2 separate regions of the Gasterosteus aculeatus genome follow, and region 1 is linked to region 2. Evidence: chromatin contacts called from public Hi-C data. All regions are on one chromosome and are shown on one strand. The core of a region is the stretch at or near the end of the contact, and the rest is flanking DNA. Distances in the headings are between cores, read along the strand shown. Region 1 has its middle 4.8 kb from the start of LOC144406178. Region 2 holds the start of LOC144406173.

Region 1 (3,033 bases), core at 15-2,514, 170 kb before region 2:
ACAAGTAAACCCTGTCCAGCCTGGCTGCCCTAATGTTCCCCTCCAACATCTTAACCCACGTGTACTGCCTGACTCGAGGGTGCTTGACTCTCCAAGCATCTACTACGCCTGCCTCAGCAATCACCTGGGACAGATGTGGCAGATGACTGATGATGAGGCTCCTCCCAGGTCCTGTCTACAGAGACAGACAGTACAATTCCAGTCCCCCCCCCCCCCCGCCATCACTATACACTCATCTTGGTTGTACTGCCGCAGGACATCCTTCAACTTGAGGAAGAGGTCCGTCCTAAGAGGTCCCTGATTCGGAGCATATACGTTGACAAACACAAAGATGATGCCAGCTATAGATGCCCAGACCACTAAAGCCCTGCCTGCCAGGATGCTAACATCTAGCCCGGTTGAGAAAAGGACGGCCACAGCTGCAGACAGGTTGGTCCCATGAGACAGGACATACTGGCCCCCCCACCAAAGACCCCAGTCTACCTCATTGTGAGGGTCACTGTGAGTCTCCTACAGGAAGACAATGTCCAACCTCTTTTGTGTAATCATTTCCGCGATAATCGCTCTTCTCTGACGGTCCCTCCCACCATTCATATTCAGAGAACCCAAACTCACCTTGTGCATCAGAAAAAGAGAAGGAGCAGTGATGCAGACAGAAACAGGAAACTGTAACAGAAAAAGAATTGCAGCACATTCATCATCAATCACTGATCCTCAGCCTCTTGGAACATTTCCCTCCATCTCCATAGATCAACTTTCTGAGAGCGGTCACATGCTTCTTCAGTCTGAAGCATTTCTTCTTATCTAGGAGGTTGGTATCACAAACTTTTTGTAGCAACACAGCAGTCCTGATAAATTTAACGTCTAGGAATCTGTTCATCTCCTCTAGCGAGTACACGTTGCCATCGACAGTCATGGAGCCCGAGTCGGAGGGATTGTCAGAGTCGCTGTCGCACTCCATCATCTCCTCCTCTTTCTCGGTCAGAGCCCCTTCACCCACCTGGACATGAACTGGAGCGCCTGCACTGCAGCCTTCGTCGCCTGCTCCGCTACAGTGCTCAATTCCTGCTGCTACTGCTTTCTCTTCTCTTCTCCTTTCCTTTCCTTAGCCTTTTCTCCATCACCCTCTCCTTTCCTCCGCTCCTTCTTTTTCCAACCGCCCAGTCATCTTCTGAGATTCTTCGTTCCCCTCCTCACTGGTCCCCTTTGCTCTAATACTTTGCTCCACTCCTGTTCTCCATTCTCATCTTCATCTTCACCCAGCCTGCCTTCTGCTCCTTTAATACCCTCCTCCCTGCCCTTGGCACCTATTCCCTCTTCCACACCTCTCTCCTCTTCCACTTCAACGATTATGCACCCGTCTTTTCGATCTCTCTTCCCCGTTTCTTACTCCCACTCTCTCCTTAACTTCCTCCACCCCCTCCGTTTCCTCTGTAGTAATACCGATAGCGCTCCGATCGCTCTTCTGAGCGCCTACCTGTCCGCCTTCACTCACCTCTACTTCGGTCTCAGCCGGCGGCGCAGCGCCCTCCGCCGGCTCGTCATCCATCGGAGCCCCGGTGTCACCGAGCCCTTCTGCCGGTACGGGTGCCGACTCTGCGCGCTCCTCGGCGGGTTTGTGAGGACAAACGGCACGCTGGTGCCCCTGCCCCCCCCGCACAGAAAACACCTGACGCTGCCCGTATTTTCATAGATCATGTAATGCCCCTGGCCATCCCTCACTCTGAAGGACACGTCTAGCGTCTGTGAGGGACAAGTGAGGAACATGGACACTTGTCTCCCGAAGGACTGGACATGCTTGAGCTTCTCGCTCTTGCAGCCCAGTTCCACGGACCGGAAGCCACTCGCGAGCTTCCCAAAGCGCAGCAGCTCGCGCTCCAGCACCTTGGTTGGGGATGAATGGGGGGGACACTTGACAAAGTAACCCGTGTAGATGGCACCGTGAGCGGGGACACCTGCAGGTACACACCGTCAGAGACTTGGTCATTAGTTGTTGTTTTTTTTGCTTGCTTTTTTTTATGGCGGTTGGCAAACAGCTTTCGGGTGCATTACAGCCACCCACTGATCTGGAATGTGGACTTAAGAAAAATAAACCTACTACGAACAAACAAAACAAAAATAACTCAAATTCTATTCATGAATCTTGTATCCTCTAAATATGCCAAAAGAAGTTCACAACACTTGTCCCTAAAACCCTTCTTCAGTACATCACTTATATTTACCACTCCCAGGTCTCTTAGCCCACTTCTCAGGACATCTCTCTCTGCCTCATACCTCTGACATGCCATCAAAACATGGTCCAGTTTCCTCTACTTATCGCACCTTCCATTACGATGTTTCCCAACCACAGAGGGAACTGTTAAGACCAGTATGGCCATTTCCTATTCTTGTCATTACCCTCTCCTCTTTTCTCTTTTGTCCACTAGCTCCTGCACTCCCAACAAATGGTTTGTTTTTAAAAAGATTTTAGATTCTTTGTTCCATTCATTCTGCCATATCTTTTTGATTTGTCCCTTAATCACCCCTTTAGCCTCTGACTTACTCATCTTTATATTGACTATATTTCTCCCACTTTTCAGCGCCCTTTTTGCTGCTTGATCCGCCTCCTCATTTCCATCGACTCCAACATGGGCAGGGACCCACACAAACCTTACTGCCATCTGCATTTGATGGATTATGAATAGAGATTGTAGAATTTCAAACATTACATTTTCTCTGCTTCTGGAGTGGCAAAACTTCCCTACTCGTTAGCACGGCACATGAGTCTCTGGCCTGACGTCCTCTACCCACCGTAGAGAAAAAACTATGGCCATCATCTCGCATGTAAACACTAATAAGTCATCACTGAGTATTTTCTCACACTGGAATTCTGGTATCACTGCTGCAGCTGCTCTTCTACCAGTTTCAGGGTCCTAAGCGCCGTCTGTATACATTTTTATATATCTATGGTAATTCCTTCTGATATATGACTTGCAGATCTTACATTTACCCCCACACTCATCTCTCATCAGTTCAAGTAGTCCCAGGTCCACT
Region 2 (3,156 bases), core at 68-2,567:
TGAGGATCTGCCCACACTTGGGTAACGGCGGTTTAAAAACTACAGCTCAGTAAACTGTCGGTTTGCCTCCTCGGGGTTGTAGACTGTCACTGGCGCCGTGTTTTCCGAGGCAGGTCAGTTATGCAGGCGCCTCGTGTGTGTGGCGACCGTACAATCCACCCCGAGACCCCGCCAACAACGCCATCCTCTCCGTCCGACGTGAGCTCTACGGTGGCGGATTTCCAGAGTTCCACCTCGTCATCAGCCAGGACACTTTGTCTCGATTCCAGCAGCTGTAAAAACAACAATGAATCAGTACTGTGCGATGCGATGCGTACGGACACAATACATCTATCAATGCACCTGAAACAAGTCAGAAAATAAACTCTGACCCTCTTTCTTCTCGCTCGACTCTGCGCTGAATCCTTCGCAGCTTCCGCCCGCAATGAGTGTTCCGCCTGAACCTGAAGCTCCTGCGTCCCGTCTCAAAATACGTCTCACAGGCGGCTGGAAAACAATTAAATGAGTGTGGTATGAATACAAAAAAAATCAAACGCAAGTCACAGTAACATTTAACAAAGAAGGAGAAACAGTAAACAGTGTCACTTACACACAATGACGTCGTCTAAATCTGGACTTTTCCCGGAGCAAATACGAGGTCACCGCCTCATTATGAAGCGAGATTAGTCTGTGAAAACAACATGTACAGTTATGATTGGTATCCATACGTATATATTTCCTTATACCGCAGAATGAAAGCATATTCTTTAAATCTGACCCTTGCTCCGGTTCGTAGCGCCTGTGATTCGTCTCGGAGTTGTGAAGACGGCGCACCGCTTCCTGTAAACGACACGGCAAAGAAAATACACTTTAATAAAGCTGTTTCTGCTCACTTGTAAGGCTACTAGGCTACTCTTAGCTTTCGTTTTAGGCTACGCTACTTTTAGCTTAGCTTGCAGTCATCGAACATATTCTTACCGCTATCTTGGGATTGTGCGCCCGTCTCCTCTTCTTTGAGTCGGTTCCTCTCCTCCATGGACAGAAACCCGGAGAGTCCCGAACGCTCCAGTGGAGCGAACCGCTCGTTGATATCGGCAGTTTGTTGTTGGAGTTGACGAGACGATCCACTGAGAGCATTCAGCAGTTTCTTCTCGTCTGTCTGCGGACTGGCCGAAAGTTGGTGACCGCGGAGAGGAGTTGAAGGCGAGTTGAACGCGAGACGTCGTCCCGCCATTATTCACGAACCAGCAAAAACCAAACAAAGGAACTGGAGATACAGTTCTTCTGAATATAGTAACACACGTGTCTGTTTCTATGCTCGTCTTGCAAGTACTGCTGTCTGAGTCATGCCTAAGACCTCACACGTGATTGGACGAGGAGTCTAAGGGTCCTCCAATCACATACAAGGTTATTGTTATACGGAAGGACCAGTATTTTAGGAAGACAAATGGTTGGGACTTTGAAACAGCTGATATGCTTTATGTAAAGCAATGTTTTGGTGTCAGCAGAACGACTTTCCCTAGAAAACTGTACAGTGGTGTCTCTTTCTCCATTCCACCAGACAATCTAGGATGAGTCTGACAGACATGCAATGTTGACAATGTATCATCAGATGTACCCTTGTGTCACTGAGGTTGAATGTTTTGCCATGACATGTAAGCGGGTAACGTATATGAATGTAACTTACTCAATCGATAGATGCAGAGCATAAAGGTCAGCATATGTTTATGCTAAGTGGTGTGGAAACACAGTTTTGAGGAACCCGTCCTTGACCCTCTAGCAGAACTACGACCTGCCATTATAAAGCAGTTTATAGTTGTTAATGTTGTGTCAAAGGGTACGGCATTTAAACATGTTCTTGCACAAGTTTCCTGGCTTCATCCCCACCCGGACAGACATTTTTATGGAAAGCCAATAGAAGTTTGGGGCTTGCAGGGAACAGACACGTCATACCCAGCATCATTTCTGCCAGTTGAGCGCATTGCTAGAAGATGTGTGGTTAATACATCCTCTGTGCATTTAAGTAAGACCAAAGAAAAGGTCACTGTAGTCCTGCCACTATGCACTGTAGTTGAGCTCTAGGAGACTGATCTCTGCAGACCCCTCATGCTGATTCAAATGTTGTTTGTATGGAATGCTCATTTTACCTTGATTAAAACTAATTTTTAAAGAAGTTATTTTGTGTATCTTTTTTACATAACATTTGCCATTGCTAATGGCGTACACAGTAATCTAGCATATTTGAATTAAATAAATCAATTCAAGCTAAAATGTAAGAGTCTATAATTAGGCTACTGAGCCTGATCCATTTGTACCAGAGATTTTCTTACCTTTTAAAAAAATGTCACCTGGGCTAAAACTCCCTATGCGACCCTGATTTGCATTTGTATAGCTCACAGCACTTTCATTTACATGTCAAAGCCTCCCCTAGAATTAGGAGGAGGGGGGTCATGGGGGGACAACTGCCAAGGGAGGCCCACATCAATTTCTGACAATTTACGGCAGTTTTCGGCGTTGCCCGCAAATTGCCGCAAACCTGAAATTCCACGACAATTTACAGTGCCGCATACTGCCGAAAATCCCACTTTTCATGCAGTATGAGGCTCTCATCTACAGTCATAAGATTACCATTCTTCCCTATCTAATTGTAGCCTGAACACTCATCCCTTCACCAAAAAGCTCACATCACTCAGGACTGAATCACATTCCCTCCTCTGTCTGCCTCCTCCACTCTCGCTCACATGCCCCTTAAATCAGTTGGTGAAGCTCCCGTTCTCTCTCCCGAGCTTTTAACGCCATGATCTCGAGCACTCCATCAGTCGAAGCTTGCAAAACGATGTTCATGCACTTTGATTATATCCTTTGCACTTCATAAAACCGTACTTACATTTTTTGTGTCAGCATTTGAAATATTTTCGGCTGCACATATTCATCTATTAAATTGTCACAGTAAAGGCACGTTACAATGTTGTATTTTAAGCATGCATTTCATTGGATTCAACACGTTGGTTGAAAACATTCGCAGTTCTAGTTGATGGCACAAATGTATGTGTTTCCTGTAAAAACAGTAAGCCAAAGTAGCCAGTAGCACCAAATATGAATTACAGCCCTCGCCACTACATTATACATTGACAGCAGCTACTAGCTAAAACTAGATATTTAGTTAGATCTAGATGG

What was found. Hi-C and Micro-C count contacts between places; a contact is called where the count stands out from the background.
Region 1: a contact with region 2 is called in a Hi-C map of skeletal muscle, with 14 times the contacts expected there. The contact joins the enhancer-like site here to the promoter of LOC144406173 in region 2. A contact is called at or near these places in 2 of 6 Hi-C or Micro-C datasets (skeletal muscle and tail fin).

The regions. Positions count from the first base shown.
Region 1 is chr4:21,196,017-21,199,049 of fGasAcu3.hap1.1, reverse strand. No RefSeq gene overlaps it. Among protein-coding and RNA genes, the nearest start is that of LOC144406178, 4.8 kb to the right of the region's middle. Within about 2 kb of position 1,264, at least 4 of the 9 cell types and tissues checked have open chromatin away from gene starts, as enhancers often do.
Region 2 is chr4:21,027,476-21,030,631 of fGasAcu3.hap1.1, reverse strand. It overlaps LOC144406173, which reads right to left and starts at 1,317. Exons shown (of 4, transcript XM_078101020.1): 1 at 958-1,317; 2 at 758-819; 3 at 372-486; 4 at 1-272. The coding sequence starts at 1,213. The coding sequence ends at 241. The region is part of intron 2 of LOC144406177 (a long non-coding RNA gene); the gene reads left to right.